Linked DNA regions of Mus musculus: region 1 is linked to region 2. A link is a contact called in public HiChIP or PLAC-seq data. All regions are on one chromosome and are shown on one strand. The core of a region is the stretch at or near the end of the contact, and the rest is flanking DNA. Distances in the headings are between cores, read along the strand shown. Region 1 has its middle 120 kb from the start of Gm32833. Region 2 has its middle 33 kb from the start of Gm40925.

Region 1 (4,988 bases), core at 1,728-4,227, 820 kb after region 2:
TCCCACGTACTTTTAGATTATGTGAATCTTTGCATGTGTCTTTTGAAGTAAAATCTTAATTTCTTTCTCTTGACATACTTTATGTGAAGAAAACCAAAACCAGTGGCTCATGACTTCCTCTTTCTGGTCTTCTCAAATCACAAATGATCTAGGAGTGACTTTATTAAGGGCTGAAGATGTAGTTTAGTGGTGCAGAGATTGCCTTATCCTACACAAGATTCCAGGCTCAATACCCAAACACTGCCTAGAAAGAGTAAAGGATGCTGTTAAATGTCTTGAAGTTTCATGATTGGCTAATAAATCAAAATTTTATCCAGTATGTCGAAATGTTTTACATTAGTCTTTTGCCTACTTATGGTGCATTGTTTTTTGGCAATCACATCTGCATGCTCATATTCTGCCTCTTTCTTTCATGAAGCCAGGAGTCTCTCTGGGGCAATTAGGGCTTTCAGGATTAGGACATCCATATTGTTCTCTCTCTCTCTCTCTCTCTCTCTCTCTCTCTCTCTCTCTCTCTCTCTCTCTCTCTTTGAAGACCCAGAATCCTATAACACATTTTACAGTGAAGGCTGCTAGTTTTGAAAAGAAAATTCCTAAATCTTATCAATGATGCCTCTCTATGAGGAAAGCTGGAAACGCTGGAGAAGGCAGCCATGCAGGATTTCTGTGGTCAGCATTCTAGCAGGCAAGGGAGGGAAAAATGAATCTCCTATGAACTCCAGTCCCAGGGGCAACTGGGATCTCCTACTAAGAGGAAATGATGGGTTTTTGCCTAGATTGGATTTCCTTATATGTGATGCTCTGGAGATCACATTTCTTGCCTTGAAATATTATGTCTTCTTCTTTCACAACAAGCAAGATGAAGACCAGAGGTCCCGGCGAATTCCTGTGGCTGAGCAGAAGCAAGACACGGATCTCCTCTTACACACTCCTAATGGAATAGTACCAGGGAACTTTTCTTATATAAAGAAGACAACTCTACAACAAAAATTAATAACATTTAATACTTTCCGCCCTCCTTTCCGTGACTTTCACCTGTAGCAGGAATTAGTTCCAGTGGGAGAACTATTCATTCGCCTTCCTGACGACAGCGAAAGTGTTTAGGCTGTGCCGAGGAGCACAGTGTGGATTCTGTCTGAAGCCTTTGTGTCCCTGAATACCCTCCTGAAGTGCACTGGGCTCTCTTCATAATTTCATCTAGAAATAAGCCACCATCACGGGAGGTTAAATGGGTAAATCCTATGACAGGTACACTCGTGAGGCAGAGACAGGAGGGTCCCTGGAATTCACTGCCCAACCAGATTAGCCCAGCCAAAGCAATCTCTAAACTCAATGAGAGGCTCTGTCTACATTAATTAATTAATTAAAAAGCAATTGAGGAAGACATTGGATACCCATATTCAGCTTCTTAATGCGCACACACACACTCACATACACACACACACATACACACACACACACACACACACAGAGAGAGAGAGAGAGAGAGAGAGAGAGAGAGATTCTGAAATGAAATCTATTTACTGCTTTTGACGTGAGAATTATTCACCTACTCTCATTGACAACTCACATTTAATTGAGTTACAGGGCATCTGTAGTCACAGATTTCTGAATTTTGGACTCATAGTTTTACTCCTTACTCTGATGATAGGAGCTGTTTGCCAGGTCCCTTAACTACCCCAAAGCTGTTCGTTAAAGCGTGACAGTGTGTGTGTGTGTGGGGGGGGCAGGGGGTAGGGGTGGGGGCAGGGAGAAACTGAACAATGTAAAACTCTAAGCTGGAAGACTGACAGTTCAAACTTGACAGAAACATTCCCTTTGCAGCAAAATAAACAGTTTTCTCTCCTCCTAGATAAGCTTGGGGAATTTCTTCTCTCTATCCATACAGTTTATCCCCTTCCTAGGAAACCGCTAAGACAGTTTTCCACATCTCTTCCTTCAAGTTTTCATTATCAATAAATGCTTGTGATATCAGCTGAGGCTGTTAAGCCCACACATCCGGCCTGTATCTTAATTGCAATAACTTCATGTCACAAACAGCCAAAATGCAGTGATATATGGAAAGAACTTGAGTTTTTTCTGCCCTCTGAACTCCCTCTTTCCCCCCTCCCCCACTCCCCTTTCTCTTCTCTCTCTCTCCCATTCCCAAACCCACAGAGGCCGGAAAGTCTTTCGGCATTCTTAAAAAGTTACATAAGACAGCAAGAGCAGATAACATTGTATGTCTTGAGTTTAAAACAGGGAATGTTTATGCCTGTAGAGGGAGAAGAATGAAGGAATGTCCCTTTCAGAGGTCATATCTGAAACGACTGCAAGGCTGGCAAATGCTTCTCTTGCAGGAAAATAAATAAATAAATAAAAGTCTGCTACCTGGTAAATAGCAAGTTCTCTGATCCATAGAATTAAATCGCAGTCACCCAAAGACCCAGACCACAGCAGATGGGCTGGAATTTCCAAGTCTCACTTAAATAGAAGCATTGATTTTTTTGTAGGTCCAGGGGTATCATCTTCAACCTTGAGATTCAGTCTCCTGGAAAGGCATAGAGGGGAACAGCACGGAGGGTCTGTATCCTGACATGGCATCAAAAGCAGGCCAGCCAGGGTCTGATGTAGACATATAAGTGTTCCTAATGCCTCTCTCACTGATAGAGCCGAATCTGTTTCTACTCATTTCTACCTCTCCCACTAAGCACAGACAAATCTTGAACAGCCTTGACTGAGTGTCAATTTAGAAAGGAGGAATTTTTTTTTTCTAATGGAAGCATCAAAAAAAAAAAAAAAAAAAAAAAGGAACTGTAACATACAAGCTCATTTGCCCGAATCAACACACTGCACAGAAACTGGTCCTTCCCAGGTCTCCCGACCTTGCCCTTCCCTTTGGCCAGGTCACCAGTAGCAGGCACGCAGCCCCTTGGCTGATTGCAATACATGGCAACAGTCTCCAAGACAACCCCGACTCAGGGTCATTGCAGGGCTGTCTTGTTTCCAGGAAGCTTCTGTTCTAGGCGGAACAGTGGACTATTTAACCTGAACTCAAGGGACAGCCAGTAGGCGTCTACGGAATCTGGATTCTTTTCTCTGGTGGATTGGCTTTATGAACACACGCATCAGCCCCTACCTCTAAAGTAAATATTTCTGAAAGGCTTATGGAGTGTAGACATGACCTCTGCCCTGTGGATTTACCACCCATCTTGTTAACTCACAGCAGAAATTAGATGCTCCAGACTCTATTCTCTTGTCCTTAGAAGGGGAAGGAGCATGAAAACAGTGACGTAAGGAGGAATACATAACACAAAAATGTGTAATGAGCCCACCCCCAGCCCCCACATCTCTCTTGGCCTCTATTCCTGCGTCCTCTCTGCCATCTTACTGGCTTCATGTGTTTTATTCTTTCATAACGTAGCTATGCCATTGGAAGGATCAAGTGCTGCTAAGTACAAGTGAAGTAAAATGCAGGGTCTGCCCCTGAGTCCCCTTCCAGCATAGACTCCACTTTACTATAAATACTATAAATCTTAGCCAGCTGTTCATTCTGCCTAATATCGTTGATGGTATTTATTCTTGCCAGCATTCATTGAAAGTTGGTGCAACCTCTGCTGTTCACCATGTGCTGGCTAATTCCTGGGATAAAACCATCTGATGCTGTTAGCACAGTCTGTCAGGACTGAGGGAATCAGGAAAGTGTGGTTGACCCTACCTAGCATCTGTGATGCTAGCATGGGATAACTCAGAAGGATCCTGAAACTGATAGGATGCTTAACCTCTCTGCTCTTCGACTTTCTCCTTCATGACAAGGAATTTAAAATAGCGTTTCCTTTCGTGGCATTTTTAGGCATTTCATCTTGTTTATAAGTCACCATATCGTCTGTAAGTTCAAGAATATCAGTCATTTACTCTGATGATGTAGATTCCCAATGCTGAAACTCGAAGGTCAATTTTGCAGAGAATGAAAGCAAGTTGGGTTGCCTTCGTTTGTTAAGAAAAATTCTTTCTGGGGCTTCTATGATATTTAGGGTTAAGCTGGGTACAGAAATGTGTCATTTCTGTTCGGTCCTGTTCTGTGAGAACTAGTTTTAAGGACACAGTTTCTAGGTGACGTGTAGTTCAATCAATCTGCACTCTTTCTAGAAGTAAAGAGGAAGTGAAAATTCATTTGTCCTGTTTTTACCCTGATAGACCCTTGTGTAAAGAGGTCAAAGAATAGTTTCACTTTACCAAATCATATCTTAACTTCAGTGGTTCCATTTCAAGTCATGATCCCTCAATATGATGGCTTTGATTACTGGCTGTGATAATGAAACAAGAACTAAAACTCATACAACTTTTTCTTTCAAAGAAATTACTATATGAGATCTCCACATGCAGGCTGAAGCCTTTATCTGGATCAAAGTAGAACGAAGAGGTTGGACAGGAATTGCTTAATATCACAGCAACTAGGAGAATTTGACATTCAACACTGGTGACAAAGAACCTGTCTGCGGTGGTTTGAATGGATATGACCCCCATAGATTCATGGGTTGGATAATTGGCCATAAGGAGTTGCACTATTAGGAGGTGTGGCCTTGTTGGAGTAGGTGTGGCCTTGTTGGAGGAAGTGTCTCACTATGGGGTGGGCTTTAAGGTCTCCTATGGTCAGGCTATACCCAGTTTTGCACACAATCTCCTTCTCGTGCCTGAAGATCAAGATATAGAACTCTAAGCTCCTCCAGCATCATATCTGCCTGCATACTGCCATGTTTCCCTCTGTGATGATGATGGACTAAACCTCTGAATCTATAAGTCAGATCAATTAAATGTTTTCCTTTATAAGAGTTGTAATGGTCAAGGTGTCTATTCACAGCAATGAAATCCTAAGACATAGCCATAAACACATACTAAATGGAATGGCACAAAATTAAAAGCTTCTTCATGAAAAAAAAACAATTAATTGCATGAAATGACACACTATTAAGTAGGTAAAAAATTTTGCTACCTATACATATATACAC
Region 2 (5,447 bases), core at 205-2,704:
ACCCGAATTCTGGCGATGAACCCAGCAGAGTTAGGCATATCACGGTACCTCTTGGGTGTTTTTCTGCACTGTCTGATAGATAGAGAGCCACGTTTCCTGTGGGCACTAAAGGGTGCGGGTGCCCTCAAGCATACCTATACTATCAGTTCCTCTCTAGAGTGTGAGGCAGACAGACCTTGCCTTTGCACAGACTGACACATTCCATAAACACTGGCTTTGCCCTCTGCTCTGCACAGGCCTACTTATGTGGAGATTATCGTGCACACTGCTGACTTTAGAGATATCATAGATAAGGGCATGAATGTCTCTGACGAGGAATTTGTGCTGGTTCAAGCAGTCAGTGGGAACCTGAGCCCTAGCATGCGAGGCCTGTGAGGATGTCAGACATCATCCATCCTGCTTTCCTCACACTCGGGAGTGGGGGGTTAAGAAGAGGTGACTCTGTCACAAAGGAACACACATGGTATGTACTCACCGATAAGTGGATATTAACCCAAAAGTTCAGAATACCCAAGATTCAATTCACAGACCATATGAAGCCTAAGAAGAAGGAAGACCAAAATGTAGAGGCTTCAGCGCTTTTTGGTAGGGTGAACAAAATACAGGAGGAAATATGGAGACAAAGTCTGGAGCAGAGACTGAAGGAAAGGCCATCCAGAGACTGCCCCACCTGGGGATCCATCCCATATACAGTCATCAAAGCTGGACGCTATTGTGGAGGCCGGGAAGTGCTTGCTGATGGAAGCCTGATATGGCTGTCTCCTGAGAGGCTCTGCCAGAGTCCGAACAAATTCAGAGGTGGATGTCCGCAGCCAACCATTGGACTAAGCTCGGTGGTCCCCTATGGAGGAGTTGGAGAAGGGACTGAAGGAGCTGAGGGGCTTTGCCGCCCAATGGAGGGAGCAACAGTGTCAGCAGGCTAGACGCACCCCCCACCCCCGGAGCTCCCGGGGACTGGACCACCAACCAAAGAATACACATAGAGCAACCCATGGCGCTGGCCACATATGTGGCAGAAGATGGCTTTATTGGACATTAGTGGGAGGAGAGGCCCTCGAGCCTGAGGGTGTTCGATGCCCCAGTGTAGGGAAATGCCAGGGCAGGAGGATGGGAGTGGGTGGGTTGGGGGAGCACCCTCATAGAGGTGGGGAGGGAGAGATGAATTAGGGGGTTTCCAAAGGGGACACCTGGAAAGGGGAAAACATTTGAAATGTAAATAAAGAAAAATATCCAAGAAAAAAATAAAAATAAAATACCTACGGTTTATGAATAGAAAAAGGCTAACAATGAAAAAAAAATCCAGAAGAAAATAAATAAATACATAAAGGGGAAAAGAAAAAAAAAAGAAGTGTGATTCAGTTGGCTGGCGGAATCTTCAGACAGACCAACCTGGGACTATTTGGGTTTTAGTCAAGGACGAGGAATGCATGGCTGTTCTACATTAGTGTGCACTCACTGCCGGCCAGACGCATGAGGAATGGCCGCAGACTTTCTCGGAATCTTATGTAAGAGATGGAAGGACCTAGAACATGTCTGGACAACTCGTTCCACTTCTATTTTGTGAAATTAATTGTTTACAACCCCTGTCTTTCTTTTAGCTCAAAAAACTGAACCTTGTATTCCCCTTGAAGTCAATTAAAGGAAGCTGTCTGTTTAGGGAAATAAATGCTCTCCAAATTGCAAGAGCAGAGGTGACAACTTTTTCAACATTTTTTTTTCATTTTTTTCAATAATGTAAATCCTCTAGATGATGCCTATTTTGGCAAACGACCTGTATTGGGGTTTTATGGGACGACGCTAACACGTTGGTGTACGTTCGGCCAGCAGGTGGCAGCAAACGTTTTTATTAGGAAAACCGTGCGCTTGAAAAGAACGCCTAATCAGCAGTCCCTTCTAGCAAAAGAAGCCTATTAAGTGAGCACAGCAGAGGGCATTCACCACAACGCTTCACGCAGGAGCCTTTCTTAAGAGGGGGCTCTTGGCAGTAGATGGTGGAAGCGCGGGGTGAATTATTTCCACCAAGTTTGTTAAAAGGAAAGTCCAGATGAGATTAAGGACTGGAAAGAAAACTCTATTGAGTTTCGCATCCTAATGACAATCCAATTTCTCGGCCCACAAACTTCTATCAGCCTTTCTCGGCCTGCAGCCTGGTGCTGAGGGGCTGGACCCAGCTTTTACCATGTGGCTAAGGTTTTGCTGTTTGGAAAACAGAGTACTTCTGGGCTACCTAACTGATGGAGCGCTTTTCTGGAGTAGCACACTCTTGCTTTGAGATGCCCGAGGCGACCGCTATTCCTTTTCATTGCCGCTGTTCAGGGCCACCAGAAGAGAATGCTGGGATGCTAACTATCCTGACACATCCTGGCCGATTTACGTCAAGTTCTGATCCTTATAAGACTTTTAAAATATAGTAAAAAGGTTCATTCGTTCTTTCAATGACTGCTTGCTTTGTGCCCACTATGCCCAGTGCTGTGCTTACAGAAGTCTCAAGTCTAGGAAAAGAACCAACTCCTTTCTCATCAAGTCCCCACAGAAACCTACAGAAACAAGCCCGGGTAGGAAGGAACACAGTCCTGGGCTGTTGTTGAACCTAGTCTAGGTTTACAGACTGATAGGAGTGGCCAGTGGTCCTGAGTCAGGGACCCTTAAGCTGAATTTGAAGACTGAGGAGGAATGCGTAGGTTAAAGGAATAAGGAGAATATTCAGACCAGAGACTAAAAAGTTCTAAGACCTGAAGATGGAAGGAAGGATAGGAGGCAACAGACGCTGGGAGGGATAGAATATTGGGGGAGAGAGTGGACTCTGCTATGTAAGTGGAAAATCATGATTCTTGCATTTATAAGGCAAATGTACACACACACACACACACACACACACAATTGACCTCTGCTGGCTGCTTTTGTATAGTTTGTGATACTGTTAGCTTGGAGCTAGCGCAAAAATATTTCCAAAAAATGTTCGAGTATTTTACTGTCCCCAAGGCATTGACTTACGTAAATGGACACAAGTACCTTTAGGGACAGCCACTGTGAAAGATCATAACACATATCTTTAAAAATATATATAAAGCCTTATGCCCTTTCTTTTCTCCTTCATTAAGGAGATGTGGACCTGTGAATTGACCAACATTTAGAAATAATCCCTTCTGGCCACTGTAAATTGTGCATCCTGCATTTGAGAAGCAGAGATAGGAAATCAAAACACTTCCCAATCACCAATACAACACCACATATATAGGGTTCCATGTTGTTCTTTGCATAAAATTATTTAAGGCATTGTATTGTCAGTGTATGGTGCATGAGGTACATCCAAGACAATGGATTATACACTTAGACTTGGACCCTAGTCGCCCAATACAGTAGCTAAATACCTGCAAATAGTTTATAATCTTTAAAGTATCCAGAATCTAAGACTTCTGTCCTAAGCCTTGCTGTGTAACGAATACTGTTAACTTTGAAATGAAACACATCCCATGAGTACAGTTGGTGTGATGATTTACCTTAATCAGTTTAATTATCAACTTGACACAATATAGTATCACCAGGGAGAAGGGTCTCAAGAAAGGATTGTTTATACTAAGTTAGCCTGTGGGTATGTCTGTAAGGGCTGGTCTTGATTATGTCAGTGAATGTGGGAAGGCACAGCCCACTGTGAGCGACACCATTCCTAGGCAGGGCACCCTAAACTGCCCAAGTGTCAGGAGTACTAGCTGTGAGTAGACATGCAGGAATTCATTCTCTCTGTTCTTGACTGTGGACGTGACAAACTACTTCAAGTTCCTGCCGTGACTTCCCCTCAGCAGTGGCCTCTAACCTGTAACTAAAGAAACAAATAAAACCTTTCTCCTCTAAAGTTGCTTTTGTTGGGTGTTCATCATAGCAACAGGAAGGAATCTAGGACAAGTGGTAAGTGCTTGGTCCCCAGCTGGTGGTGAACTTACAGCAAGATGCTTAGGAGAGGTTCCTTCAACTTTGAGCATCTCCCTTGAGGGTCTCAGTGTATCCCGTGTTCCCCTAGTCCTTGGCTTTCTCATCTCAGTCCAAGGGTTTACATTATCCCTCTCCCCTCCCATAGTTGCAGTTTGTTTGTGTACACCTAGTCAAGAGACTAGGAAATGCCGTTAATGTACAGCAAGCTCCCAACACTGAGTCCTGATAACTTGTTAGTCTGAAAATTATGGAATGAAATAGATGCCGGATGACCCCTCAAGCCCACATCCCCAGAAATGGTGAGCTCAGGGTTGCCCATTATCTGTTCACAGGATACGTTGACATGAACACGATGTGGCTCAGGAGAACAGACTCCCACCCTTATCTATGACAAGGAGGAAAGAATCAGGGATGAGAGGAGAGGGTCCCTTCACACAGCTTCCTGATCAGTGGCCAACCTGGTTTACTTAGCTAGGGCCATAACCCAAGTTAAGATCGGAATGGCATTTGAATACAATTTTGGGACAGGCGTAGTGTGACACAGGCTTGGAATCCCTATTCTTGAAAGGCTGAGGCAGGGGGATCAAGAGTTTGAGATCTGGTCTGTATAATGAGAAACTGTGTCTAAAAACATGGTTTTTAAAAAATTATTACTCAGAATTTTAGTAAGAAATAGGTGATCAATGTCAATTTCTGAAAACATGCTATTATTCCTTCTTATCACATAAATAATTTTTTTTTAATTGGGAAGTAATGTGGTTTGGTGAGGGAGATCAGGTGTACTGAGACATGACCTGAGTTTTCAGCAAATTAAGACTTAGAGTTTCTGTCTCCATCATCCTAACCTTCTTTCCTTTTTGGACCAACTTGATTGAGTTGTAATTTACACTGTATAGAATGCACCCACTTTTAAGGTCCAGCTAGTAAATTTTCCTGAGTACCTACATCAAGATGCGGAACCTTTCCGTCGACCTCCACATTCCACTCTTACTCCTTGCCCTGGCAGTCTTCCTGCAGTCCGTGAACTCTAGGTAAACCGGCCTGCTTCCTGTCACCCCAGATCACATTAGCCGAGTCCGTAAATTCATGTAAGCAGAGCTGTACAAGTTCCCTTGGGTCTGATTTGTTTTATTTAGCACACCTTTGAGATTTATCCACACTCTTGCACGCACCATACTTCATTTTTATTACCATGTAGAGTTGCATTATATGGTGAGGCCACTGTTTATTCATCCACCTCTTGAAGGGCTGTTGTTGGTGCTGCTCCCTTAGGCACTGTGAATATTCATGCAACTTTATTGTTCTTGTGGGGTGGGGATGATAAAACACAAACATATGCACACACACACACACACACACACACACACACACACACACACACACACAAATTCAATTTTCCTAATAGGCAGGGCGATGTGAGTTATTTATTCTTAAGCGTCTGCTTGTGGAGATAAACATGTGTAGAATATAGATTTAATGTGTAGAATATAGATTTAATCCTGAGATGTATGTTTGCA

What was found. HiChIP or PLAC-seq counts read pairs in DNA pulled down with a chosen protein or histone mark.
Region 1: a contact with region 2 is called in an H3K27ac HiChIP or PLAC-seq map of heart atrium, with 10 times the contacts expected there. The contact joins two enhancer-like sites. A contact is called at or near these places in 1 of 484 Hi-C or Micro-C datasets (bone marrow-derived macrophages), 1 of 115 datasets of contacts at active chromatin or transcription factors (heart atrium) and 1 of 9 other capture datasets (embryonic stem cells).

What each region holds. Positions count from the first base shown.
Region 1 is chr13:42,524,199-42,529,186 of GRCm38.p6, forward strand. No RefSeq gene overlaps it. Among named protein-coding and RNA genes, the nearest start is that of Gm32833, 120 kb to the left of the region's middle. Within about 2 kb of position 2,978, at least 35 of the 459 cell types and tissues checked have an H3K27ac peak or open chromatin away from gene starts, as enhancers often do. A contact at or near this core is called in heart atrium, where this site is marked.
Region 2 is chr13:41,707,802-41,713,248 of GRCm38.p6, forward strand. No RefSeq gene overlaps it. Among named protein-coding and RNA genes, the nearest start is that of Gm40925, 33 kb to the left of the region's middle. Within about 2 kb of position 1,455, at least 21 of the 459 cell types and tissues checked have an H3K27ac peak or open chromatin away from gene starts, as enhancers often do. A contact at or near this core is called in heart atrium, where this site is marked.